Regions from separate parts of the Gossypium hirsutum genome. Here region 2 is linked to region 1. The links are chromatin contacts, called in public Hi-C maps. All regions are on one chromosome and are shown on one strand. The core of a region is the stretch at or near the end of the contact, and the rest is flanking DNA. Distances in the headings are between cores, read along the strand shown. Region 1 holds the start of LOC107962618. Region 2 holds the start of LOC107962629 (F-box/kelch-repeat protein At1g55270).

The links. Hi-C and Micro-C count contacts between places; a contact is called where the count stands out from the background.
Region 2: a contact with region 1 is called in a Hi-C map of leaf, with 3 times the contacts expected there. The contact joins the promoter of LOC107962629 here to the promoter of LOC107962618 in region 1. A contact is called at or near these places in 6 of 34 Hi-C or Micro-C datasets (callus and leaf).

Annotation. Positions count from the first base shown.
Region 1 is chrA06:10,709,354-10,716,286 of Gossypium_hirsutum_v2.1, forward strand. It overlaps LOC107962618, which reads right to left and starts at 4,576. Exons shown (of 2, transcript XM_016899072.2): 1 at 3,397-4,576; 2 at 1,593-2,755. The coding sequence starts at 4,011. The coding sequence ends at 2,396. LOC107962619 reads left to right here. Exons shown (of 9, transcript XR_001701707.2): 4 at 479-561; 5 at 800-838; 6 at 1,090-1,160; 7 at 1,234-1,348; 8 at 1,593-1,723; 9 at 1,801-1,988. LOC107932067 (a long non-coding RNA gene) reads right to left here. Exons shown (of 8, transcript XR_001693336.2): 8 at 6,715-6,933.
Region 2 is chrA06:10,935,911-10,942,411 of Gossypium_hirsutum_v2.1, forward strand. LOC107962629 (F-box/kelch-repeat protein At1g55270) reads right to left here and starts at 3,994. Exons shown (of 2, transcript XM_016899088.2): 1 at 2,901-3,994; 2 at 173-1,759. The coding sequence starts at 2,927. The coding sequence ends at 500.

The DNA of each region.
Region 1 (6,933 bases), core at 3,326-5,825:
CTCTGACACATCCTTTTTTTTTTCTTTTGGTATCTTGGATGGTCTTGAATGATATTCATATGAACCTAACTTGTTTATGCAAGTTTGCCTGTTTTGTTTGTAGATGAATATACTCGATCAACACTAGGGCCATAATAGTTCTTCAATAATTAGTTGTTTATTGTCTGGAGATTGGGACCTTTCTAACTATATATGATCCAAACTGCATTTTGGTCTGTGAGCAAGGTTGCATTTTTAGTTGCGTATGGGTTTTGCGCTAGATTGCGAGCAATTGTTTATCGCTGCCTACGTCGGTGTTTGCTTCTTTAGAACGTGCATGCTGAGTGTATTATGCTATTATAGACTATCCATATAACAGTCTTTTGATTGATCTTGATCTTTATAAAATTGAATGGATAGGCATTGTCTGCGGTTATCATGCAAATTGTCTTCCCATCTTTCTAAATTATATTCCCCAAAAATTTGTTTTTTGAAACAGGTCTAGCCGGTGGATTGGTTTATACTGACAACCTATTACCAGCTGCACCTGTTGGTTTACTTGGGTTGCTCCTGTTGTTCCAGGTATCAATCCCAGGAAATAGATTATATCATTGAGAAGAATCCAAATTGCCACCATCTGAACAGCTTTGATCCCTTTATTATATACAAAGCAGTTTTCAAGATACCATTCTGATGAGATCCACAAATATCCGATTTATAGATTCACTTTATTTTAGATTATATTTCTATAATGCAATTTGGTTTGTTTTACAATTCAATATTTTAGCTCAAAGCAGCTGACAGTTTGTTCTTCTTCCAGACTACCAGAGTGAGATTTGTCTTTGACGACGAGGCTCTGGTTAGTCCATTCTTGTCTCAACTTTGCTATTTCTTAAAGCAAGGTGTTTGCATGATCGTTCATGGCTAACAATTATGTGCAGAAACATCATTTTGAGTCAGTTTGCATGAGGATGTTCGTAAAGTTCATTTCTGAACTTAAACAGCATTGTAGATATCGAATTTTGGAATATTACAACTTTCTTCATCCTTGTGGATATGGCTAGAATTCTTCACGTGCACATACATGACTGACAACGTTTGTGGTTTTAGGAGGTAAAAGTAGGAGAGCAGCTTGAGGATTCAGGTGAAAATGTCTTCGTGGGTGGAAAGAACCGTTGGAAGTAAGTAGTCTTTTGAACTTCTATCCAAAATTTGAAAGAGTAAGCAGCCACTTACTGATCTATTTTACCATAGGTACTCAACTTTTGTGAATTGGGAACTTTGGTGGCCAAGTTTCCCAATTCTGGTGTATTTTAAGGAGACACAGACAAAGCCTGAAGGACAAGTTCACTTTTTCCCAGTCATTTTTGTAAGTAAAATTTTAGATTGTTTTCTATCTTTTTGCTTGTAACTCCATGGTTGTCTAGTCCCCTCCTAGATTGCTACTGTATTTGGTTTTGACAAAAAACACAAAAGGTAAAGGATATCGGACAGTTAATCGAATCTTATAGCTGTTTATTTCTACTTGGTTCATGAAACTTCAGGCACAAAATACCCAATTGTTTAGTGAAATACTTGATTTTGATCCTTCTATTAAATTCTGTTGCAAATAGAACGGAAAGCAACTCTACGATGTAATGGTAGAAAGAGCTGGTCCTTCAAAAACTAGCGGCCCGAAATAATCCTGAAGACTTGGAGTTACATGATGGGGAGATATTCTGATATTAAACTTCAAGAGCATAAGGTATGACATTTTCCCAAGTCCAATAAGCAAATTTTGTAATGATCTTTACACGTATGTCTTTAACCCTTGCTATACAGGTTAAAACTAGTCATACCCATCATTTGAAGCATCAAAGTGAATATTTAGTCTCTAGATTGCACATGGTTTTCATATCAGATCTATCACGTATTTATTCACAATCTGTACAATCTTGCAATTGCAGACAATCAACTATAAATGATGTAAGACTCAAGGGTGTATATATTATATAGCTCATGTTTTTGCAGTTTGTAGAGGTATTATATTTGGCCAATTGTAATATATTCTAATTAATATGAAACAGATTTTGTGGGAAGTTCAAAAAAAAAAAAAAGTAAAACAGTTCTTTCCTAACTCAAGGTTTGTAACCTTAGCTTCAATTTGTTCACTAGAAATTTAATCAAACAACAGATCTATAAATGGAAATTACAAAAGAGGAAACTGCCATTAACCAGCCAATTGCGAAGAGAAAAGAGGGTTGACGATAGAACCTTTTATCAGCTTCAGTTCAACTTCTCTATCATAAAAAAAAAAAATGAAGAAATTTGTATTGGGATGAACTGCATTCCACTGTCTGAAAGCCGAGAGAAATGGCATGCAAAACAACTGATTTGCAGTAAGGTTGTCATCCATGGAAAATTCGTGCTAATTGCATTAATTCTTGGTGCAATGAGCATCTGTACCATGCTGGGTGCAATGAGTATAACCCAAACTACTTAGAAAATCCCGTATTTCTTTGGCGGTAGTGTTACTTGCTTGCAACAGTCGTTCATCTTCCTCGTAGATTAGATAAGGGGCTTCACCTTTTTTCCTCGATAACAACTTTTTGGCTCCCTTCAATACATGGTATTCCCATCCCTGTACATCAATTTTAAGCAGAAGCACTGGCTCTGACTCTGGGATAACTTCATCGAGAAGTATGGATCTCACTTGAACTGCTATTTCTTCATTGGACTTGAATGCCAACTTTGCACCAACAGCAGAAACGGCACTGTTGTCAAGCCGGCCAACCAACTGGAGAGAACATGCAAGGATTTTGCATGAGAAGCACAAAGGGGAATAATATAGTAACAGAAGGAAGCAACATATAAGAAAGGATAAACAAAAACTATGGCCTTACACGAAAAAAGAAACCACAAATACTGAATCTGAATGGCAAAGATGATGCTACAACAGATGATCCATACAGCAAACACCCAGAGATTATCAAGTAATTCCCAGAACTTACAGCCTCTCATTCTTCCAAGCAGAATTTACCAAGATGTCAAGTAAAGTGGTTTGCACTTGCAAAATCATAATCACATATCACACCAGTTTAACTTCAAGCAGAGAGCACAATTACGTCTCATAACTGAAATTGTGGCTCCCTCAGTATCCCCAGACTAAGGCTTCCTTTATTTGAGCATCTTTTGGATCTAGGTGACATTAATTTAACCATTGATTCGAAATATATTTTAAAAAAGGCAAGTATTATTGGTCAAACTGGATTCATTGAAGCAACTAAAGCACCTAGCCTACTGGACTCATTGATGTTATGAATTCAACAGTGCCACCAAATTCCCATTTTAAACACCTTATAAGCTCACTAGTTTCAGAGCTAGATTATAACAAATCAAAATCAGCCACAAAAACCCATAAAATTAGAAGACTCGTACCTTATGGAAAGTAATATTTACATTACGGTCAGATGCGGCTGCTTCAAACACAGTAATCAATTCCTCAATCCTATTAAACCAAATGCCATCACAAATCCTTTGCAAATTCTCCAAAACTGGCTCAAAAGCCAACACCCTGAACCCCATAACAGCTGCTGCGAAACTGGCCATCCCGACATTGGCCCCGACATCCACGAAAAAACCATCCCTGTTTTTCCCTTCCAGAAAATCCTGAACAGTGGCAGAGATGTCAGGCCGACGAAAGGGCTTACCTTTAAGAAGTCTGACGATGTTCTTGTGAGGCTTGTCAGGGAGTGAGCCTAAGTCAGCCAAGGAGTAAATAAAAGGGTATTTGAGATTTTCTACTTGGTTGGCAATAATGGGATGAGATTGCGGGGAGTTGCGGCAATTAAAAGGAGGGATTGGGACATTTTGGGTAGATATTTGGGTCTTATAAGATGCAGTTGTGGGGATAAAGGTGGGGTTTTTAGGGGAAAGAAAAGAGAAACAGAGGTAGAGGATGAGGATGAGGATGAGGATGAGGAGGGAAAGAAGGGTTTTGGGTGAGAGGAGCTTTTGGGTTTTGCTGTGTTCTCGCTTCCATGCGTTTGCCATGGGAAATGAGTTATTTTCTCGGTTAATGGATTTTCCGGGAAAATTGTGCAGTTTGATAGATCGGATCTCTGGTAGTGGGGAAAATTAGAGTGAGGTTTCGAGTCATTGAGGAAAGGACTTGGAGAGGGAGTGTGCTGGTTACCAATGATGAGTTGCCACGTCTAGAATAAAGGAATTTCTTTTGGGTTCATGAATAATGAATAATCCAAATGATGGAACTTGTAGCAATATCAATATGAGTGGAATGTGAAGCCCAGCCTGAGAGGCTTCAACAAAATACAATACCCAAAAAGCCCGGACCAACTCGGGAGGAACCCAAAGTCTCCACTTCAAAGGAACCAACCACCACACCCGCTAGAGTTTCGGGACAGAAGACGGCGTTGCCAACCACGGAGACAGGATAGGAAAATGGAAAGTGAAAGGTTCCATTGTTGAAGTGGCAAACAACCTAATAAGCGGGAGGTATGATTAAAGAAAAGCTTGTTCAACTTTGTTAGATGTTTTATTATTGAAGTAACTCTTTTTGAAGTGATTGTTGAAGTGTCAATGGTAGTATCTATTATTGCTAGCATTGCGATGGGCAATATAATTTTTTATTTTTAGAGTTGGTAATCTTTTCAATAAAATTAATTGGGCAACGACTTAGATGATTTTGTGGACATGTGTTGGCTCTTATTTGAGGATTCATATTTTGAAAATCTATTTTATATATTAACAAGTATTTGAAGATTGAATCAATCGGAATAAACTTTCATATATTAGATACTTGTGTAAGGTAGAAGGTAGTAGTTTATATGGCATTTATTTTTTTTATTGAGGAATTTGTATTTGAGGGGGCATTGAGAGTGTAAAACAAGTTTATTGCTTAGTTTTGTTCTCAGGGGAAAAATTAGACAAGAGTGATATAGGTCTCTAGGTACAAAAGTGAGGTTGCTAAAGTGGAGTGTGATACAACTTAAATCACTTGTTGTATTGTAATTAAATATAGTTTATTTTCTCACTCAACTAAGCTCTATAGATGTAGGAAAACCAAACTGTAGTAAACAATTTCACGTGTCCTGTTTTTAATGTGTTTATTGTTGTGCCATCTTCAATGACCATTGCAGCCATCACTTACACATTTTGTTTTTCTTAAGTAATTACCATCCGTAGATTTAAACAGATTTCATAGCCTTAACTTTGTCAACAATGTCAACAATACATAGCTTATGATGAAGCACAAACTGCTTTCATCCCTGGGCAGATGATTACTGATAATGTTTTGATAGCTTATGAGATGCTTCATGCACTAAAACGAAAGAAGGCTAGGAATAAGGCTCTTTTGCTTTAAAGCTTGATATGAGCAAAACATATGACAGAGTCGAATGACATTTTGTGGTAGATATGATGAGAGCGATGGGGTTTGTGGAGAATTAGGTGGATCTCATTGTGTATTGTGTTTCGACTGTTACGTATTCTGTTACTACGAATGGGTGATTAGGAGATTTGATAAAACCAACTTATGGTTTACGGTAGGGAGGCCCTCCTCACATATCTCATTTATTGTTTGCCGACGATAACATCCGTTTTGGGGAAGCTACAGAATTAGGGGCTAATAAGATGAAGGCTATTATCAACGAGTACGAGATGCCTTTTGAGAAAATGGTAAACTTTGAAAAATCTCATATATTTTAGTGACAACACTGGGGATTCTATGTAGGGCCATATTACCAATATTCTGGATGTAAGGGTAACGTGTAATCCTGAACTCTATCTAAGCTTACCAACTATGGTGGGATGCGATTTGAAACTAGTGTTTTAGAAGCTCAAAGATCAACTGCATGCGAGGATTAATAATTGGATTACTCGCTTATTATTGTTAGTATCTCAAGGCTGCAGCTATTTTTAAAATAATAAGACTAAGTCTTCGGGGGATTTGTTAGCTTGTTAGTAGAGAATGAGTTGTTAGCTTGTTAGTAGCAATTTGAATTTATTTCTTGTTAAGGTTGTTACTTGGGACTTGTATATAAGGGCTGCTTTGTTAATCAATTAAATCATCCCTTCATTTCATCTTTAGTCCTATCACTACACCAAAATAGGTTTTTAGCGGCGCTTTTTTAGGCCTTTAGCGGCGCTAAAAAACGCCGCTAAAAGTATTTGCGACGCTTTGAGAAGCGCCACAAAAAACGTCGCTAATGATAGCGTCGCTAACTTTAGCGGCGTTTTTAGAAATAAACGCCGCTAAAAAACAAGACCTTTAGCGGCGCTTTTCCACAAACGCCACTAAAGACCAAGACCTTTAGCGGCGCTTATCAACAATCACCGCTAAAGACTATGACCTTTAGCAGCGCTTTTATCACAAACGCCGCTATAGATCAAACCTTTAGTGACGCTTCTTGCAAAAACGCCGCTAAAAACATAACTTTAAAAAAAATTATTTTAATCAAATTATATTTATTTTTATGATAAATATTATATTATGTTTTATTTTCTAAATTTAAACTTTAAATATACCTTTAAGGATAAATAAAAAAATATTATTTAAATTAAATTTTCTATGAAAATTTTAACTTTAAAACTAAATATAAAAATTAATGAATTTAGTTTTAAAATTTAAAATAATAAATTAATAACACAATTAAAATCCAAAAGTTAGAACTCAAGTTGTCGTAAATATTAAAGTAAAAATAAAAATTTAGAACCAAAACTAAAATAAATAATACATATGAGAAACTTGTATGGCTTCTTCCATCTATATTCTGCATTTTGGAACAACTTCCTAATTACATTTCAAAATGGCAATGAGTAGGCATGAGTCAGTACAACTTTAAATAACCTTAAATTTATGTATTACGAAATCTACACAAGTGAGGTAAATTACACTAGTTTAAAAAAGTAGACCAAAATGCATAATATGAGGATGAACTTGCTTGGAAGTTTTCT
Region 2 (6,501 bases), core at 2,744-5,243, 230 kb after region 1:
CGGTCAAATCAATTAAGTAATTAAAACTGAGTGAAAAAATAATAACCAATGTAATAGTTGTATTATGAGTGAATGTTATGAGAGGTGGTGGCAAATGTCGTTTCAAGCTGTGACCCATGGTTTAAAGTTTAAGAAGATAAGCATAGCATGGGAGAAGAGTAAGACCTTATTATGGCACAAAACCATAGTGGGTTCAGGATCTCTTGTACATTTAAAATACATGTTGATTATGTTGAAAAATTTGTGAAAGAAGTGATGAACAAGCTTTTTCAACTTTTTACATGTAATGTAACAACGATGTATTTATATAAATGTTTATACTCCTACCAAATCTAGCAAAACCACAATTCCTCATTAATATCACCTTCATACCTTAATGGTGTATCCGATCCTTTGACTTTGACAAAGCTGCTGGATCTTCAACCCCATCACATTCCAAGAGATACCAAGAGGCTTCAGCTACTGAGCCCAACCCTATATTGGAAAACAAAATTTACAATCAAGCTTGGAGAACCTGGCAGTGAACAATGTGGCTTTTCAGCCGGTTCCGCCCAGCAAGGCTAGACCAAAGATTTGTAAACAAGGTCTTGAACTGACCCTTCCCTGCTATGGTTTCCCATAAATGTTCAGCTGTAGCTCCCCTCAGATCGTCGGATTTTGTAACATCGACCAAAGATACACTCATATTATTCCGAATGATGCAGAGTTTCCTGTTAAGTGGAATGAGAGCTGCTGCTTCTAAAGCTCGAGAATTGCCCAGATGAATCCTACTATCAATATGCTTTCCCCAAGAATCAGTCACTTCATCATAAACCCTTAGCTTACAACCATCCTTGCACTCCAAAGCATAAAGATGGCCGTTTAAGGAAGTACATGGGTTCCGCCAGCCTGCAACCATTCCGTTATAGACGGGGTACCAGTTATCAGTTTCAGGTTGGTAGACCTCACTCATTACCTGTTGGTGAGGTCCAAGGCCCTTCAAGAACCACTTCCCCTCGTATACAACCCCAATGAAGGGCACCATTGCCATGCTCATATCTGAAATATAAGACCATCTATTCTTGTTGGGATCATAGACTTCAGCAGACCTCAATGATCGATGTACCCCTTCATTCTCTCCACCAGCAACATACAAGCAATTGTTTATAACACACGAACCAAAGAAATGTCTTCGACGAAGCATATCTGGGGCACGGTGCCATTTGTTTGTCCTAGCACTATAAAATATAACTCGTCGCATTGATCCTTTTAATGGATCCTTACCACCGAATAGATAAAGGTGGCAACCACTGAGTACAGCACATCCAAAGCCAAAGGCTTCAGAATACTCCTTAGGGACAGGAGGAAGTGGCTGCCAGAGCTGGTATACAGGATCAAAGGCATGCCAAGAAATTTTTCCATCTCGATCTCTCTTAATTACATATATCCATTCTTCAGCAATTCCAAGGCTCTTACGGAGTGAATAAAAGAAGTTACCAGACAAAAGTCTATACCATCTTTTGCAGACCAGGCGGAGCTTTCTGTGCTCAACCCGTGGGACACGTATTAGGCAAGCAATAGCAAGATCATCAGGGAGTCCAGGGAGCAGAGGAGACTGGTTACGGCTCCTATCACCACGTGTTGCCTTGCTCCTTGTCGGATGAATGGATGGTTTAATATCAGGTTGGAGACACAACTTTGTACCAGGTACATATCTTTTGGCTCCAGCAACAGTTTTGAGTCCAGCATCCACTCTACATAAACAAGCTGTTGTATCAACCTGCCAAGAACATTCACAATTAGTGAGAGTTTTTTTCTTACCAAATATATCATTTATTTATGATGATCGAAGACATTTCTAGCATGCATGATCTGCTTATCAATGTTTAATACTTGATTTATGACATCTTTTATTGTAAACCCCGGATGCCAACATACAAGCAACAATTACCATCTTGAGTAGATGTTGCACTTGGTTTTCTATAGTCAGTAAGATGAAAGGGGGCGGGGGGAACAGTATTGCAAGATCCAATTAACAATCCAAACCATAAGAATCAAAGACAATTCCAAAAATACTAAAGGAATACAAGACTTGTGAGTGGAAGCAGGACATCTTGGATTCCTTTTCCATTAAGAGCCATACTGATAGTATTAGACAGTCAAGTACACAAAATAAGATGTTGAAACAGAACAGATTTCAACATTGAGGATGGTAATGCACCTTCTAACCTAATTTCACAGCATCATAAAGGTATCTATTGCAACTATTCAAAGCCATAAAAAAACCTCGAGTTGGTTAGCGCTTTGGTTTCACATTTTACGTACTTACCATCCATAACAATTCAGAAAAAAAAAAGAGCTTGGAAGTTTAAGACAAAGCCATGAAGATTGTAAATTCAGCTAACATGTTTTTGTATATATTACCAATATTATTATGTTCACCACTTCTTCCACATAAATGCACGCACAGCCAAACAATAAAATGAGTCTACCGAAGAATAGTTTTTCAGACAGACTAAAGCTAAGAATGGTCAAGCCATCAATAAAAGAAGGATGGTACAAAATCAATCACAATCGTCAAGAGAGAGCTAACTTTCCAGCCTCTAAGAAATATGAGGTCCATGTTGTTTGCTAAGTTTAAAAATCAAAATATAGAACAACGAATTGGACCGCCGAGCCACTGCAATATGAGAGTCAGATACAAGTATGTTTTCAACACCGAGTATGTTCAATATTTGAAGGATCATCATACTAGAGTGTTGGACATGGATACTTGAAGAAAAGCTCTTAACCAGCATAGCATCAAGTAGTTAGAAAGGCAAGCATAAGCTATTATCACTATAAACCATTTAAATAGCATTTATTCAAACAGATGATAAGATTGAATTGAAAAGCAGAAAGGAAGGGGCTAATTAACTTACCAATGGAGGTTGAATCATTCTATCCATGCTTTCCTGGTTCAACAACAACTAGCCAACACCAAATTCACCCACAACCCAACCTCCAGAATCAAACCCTATCTCTCAATCATCATTCTTCCACCCAACAAAACATCAACTACAAATAAACAAGTTTCACTATCGTCATCATTTCACTTCAAAGATTTTCCATTTTCAAAACAGCCATCTCAGAGATCTATACAGATTAAGGAATCGTTTCTTATGAACCAAAATCAAAAGGGGCTAACTTTTAATCTTTCCAAAATCCACAGCTTGAATGAAAATCTTAAATATAAACACAACTAAAGCTTAACGATCAAACACCTCAACAATCTATCAAAAGAAAACAAAAAGGGAATTTGCAATATGAAGGGGGAGTTCGGAGCTCAAAAACCAGAATCAGTCAAAATTTGTGATTACCATCCAAATCCAACATTTTAAACAGGTAATCTCCAAAACCCATGCGTGAAATCAAAAACCCAAATACAGAAACCCCATAACACGACTTGCCATGGACTCAAAATGGAGAAAACAGAAACCCCAGAATCTTATCTTTTTGGTAATAAGAACTCAAAAGAGGAAAGGGAAAGGAAAAGAAAACATAAGATGCGAGACAGCACAAAAAATGGGGGCAAAGAGAGCACTGAAAGAGGAGAAAGAGTCCCATTAAAATGTATCAGTGGAGTTCAGGGCCCATCTACCTCAACGGCACAACCTACCAAGCAAAAGAGTTTATTCAACAAGAGAGAGAGAGAGAGAGAGAGAGAAAAGCAAACCTAAAACATCAAAAGGTGGAGAGAAAGATGAGGCTTAAATGATGACACTTTGGTGGTTTGTTGTAATGGGGAGCAGAGAAGAGAAGAGAAACTTTAATAGCAAATCACAAATAGGAATATAACTGTTGCCCCTTGCCTGTTGTTGAACATTCAACAAGCAATCCAATCCCACTCCCCCCCTTCTAGTTTTGAGACAAAGATTTTGTTATTTTATTTATTTATTTATTTCTCACAGATTTTCAGAGAACTGGACAAAGATTCAAAAACAAACACAGTGGGTCTCACACCTTCCACAACTCCAGCAAATGGTACATGATAGACGACTACACCAAATTTATTACACATCACCTAGTTCCTACTCCACAAAGGAGCATTGGGCCATTTTTCTATCTTGTCTGAAAATCATGATCATTGATGAAAATGGGTCCAATCCCCTAGTTGTTCTTCTTACTCAGATCTGAGATCACAGTGATTGGATTCTGATTGCCAAACAGAGCTATCAACTTTATAAATATTATATATGTATGTACACATATTTCTTTCCAATTTTCAGACTGTTTAATTTGAAGCCATTTTTACTCTGCATATACATATTGTTTTCTGTTTCAAATGATAATCTTCAATAGTGTGCTTTAGATGATATTTATGTAAAAAAATATAATTAATGGTTTAATGTATGCTTCTGAATTAATACAAGTAAAAATTATTTATTATTTTTAAAATAATAATTACTTCATCATTAATTGTTAATAAATATCCTTTTTCTTCTTCTTTTACGTTATAAAAGTAAACTTGGTAGGTTGGAATTTTGAATTAGAACTATTCATAGGTTATTTGGCAGTAAATGTATCATGGTAAGAATTAAATTGTATTTTCTCTTCTTTAGTAATAAAAAAAATAGAAAAGAAAAGTAAATTAGTATGTGTATGTTAGATAAAAAAATAAACTAATTTTTTTCTATTAAAAATTTCATCAACTTTACCGTTAAATAATGACATTGCTGATAAAATAAATAATTAATTATATGTGGCGTGCCACGTATGCCTCATATTGACATACATTAACCAATTTTTAATAGTAGAAACGGATAAAATTTTTAATAGATGGTTCTTTGATCTAATATATAAAGTTTAATTTATCTAATTTTTCTAGTAGGAAAGATAAAATATAATATGAATCTTAATACTTAAAAAAATATTTTTCTATAAAATTTGAATAGGAAATAATTAGTGAGGCATACCCTAATTTCCGAAGAAAATCCCCCCTCCTATGGAAATCGGTGGTTTGAATAAAAAAAGGGAACCCTTTTCTGACTTTCAATTTTAATGAAGAATATAGAATTGAGAGAATGTTATTTTTATGTTTTGAATGCAATTAAAGATGGTGGACTAGGGAACTTGCAAATTGGTTGCCAGTCAGCTGGTCAACACATCTTCATAAATTAGATACAATGTATTAGTTTATTAATAAGTATTTGCCTTAAATCTAACTATAACATTAATTTCTATCCAATTCTTCACTATAAAATTTATTTCTTTTTAACTCGAAATTCTCTTAATTCTTAGAAGAGTTAATATGTCAAATTAAACTAAAATTCAACCAACTCGTATGATTAAAATCCAATTCTTCACTTTTAGTTTTCTTTTTCCAAGGAGGGAAGTGCATTTTAGCTTTGTTGCTTTTTGGTGTGGACAATTGGACTTTAACAAAACTAGGGCTGTTAGATCCCAAAACTATGCAATGAACCTTTCTTCTTACGCGGTTTGGAAATTACTGAAAAAGAGTGAAGTAGAAGTGTTTCATAGGACAAGCAAATTCTTTTGTAAATGTAAATAAAAAACAAGAAATGAAAAGGTATCATTCACTTCATGAAATAAAGATGCAATGCATTGGATAAAAAGGCGTAGTTCCTTAATGAAAGGGAAAGGTCCCCCCCCTGTATATTTTGCCTTATAGTTGTTTGGGGTTAATTGCATCGTATGTCTCAAATTATGGTTTAAATTTTAAATTATTTTCTAAACTTTAAAACGTACTATTTGAGTTATCAAAGTATTAATATTGTATTAGTCAAATTCTTCCGATAACTTAACATCAACTTAAGTGTTATATCTAAGCTCATAAATGATGCAGAGCATATTTGAAATATACGAATCAAATTCTAAGCATGTACATGTCTACCATATTGATAGTTTAGATCTATTGTGTCAAAAAATAATTAGATACACTTAAAATTTAAGAGGCTATTCCTTTTTTTAAACACCTTAAAACAAGCTCTCCAATATATATGCTTAAAATTTGATCACTAGTTTTGAATATGCTCCACGTAAGATCTAAGGTAACATTTAAGACTTAAATTGATGGGGTACAAATTGTACAAAGTATTTGCATTCAACTATATTCCTTTTAATGAACTAAATTTTACATTCTTAAATTTAATATGCATTAACTTTTCCATCTATTTTGGGATGATTTAACAAACAATGCAAATTGAAATGTTAAAAGAGACGAAAAATTAAATAAATAACTAAAATGAATTTTTTTTATAAAGTTGGATGACTAAATATGTCATTATACCTATATAATTTTATTATCTCTTTACCTATTAAGATTACACACATTAAACCTCATAGAAAATTTATAACCTCCGTTATTAACGTTTGTGTAACAAAAGGGAAATAGTCAAGATGTTGAAATCAATTTATCACGATGATCTTCTTTGTTAGGCCAATTTTACATCAAATAATTTAACATATTTTTAAAAAGATCATTTTATTATGAAGATTCTAAAATTATTAAGGCTTAACATG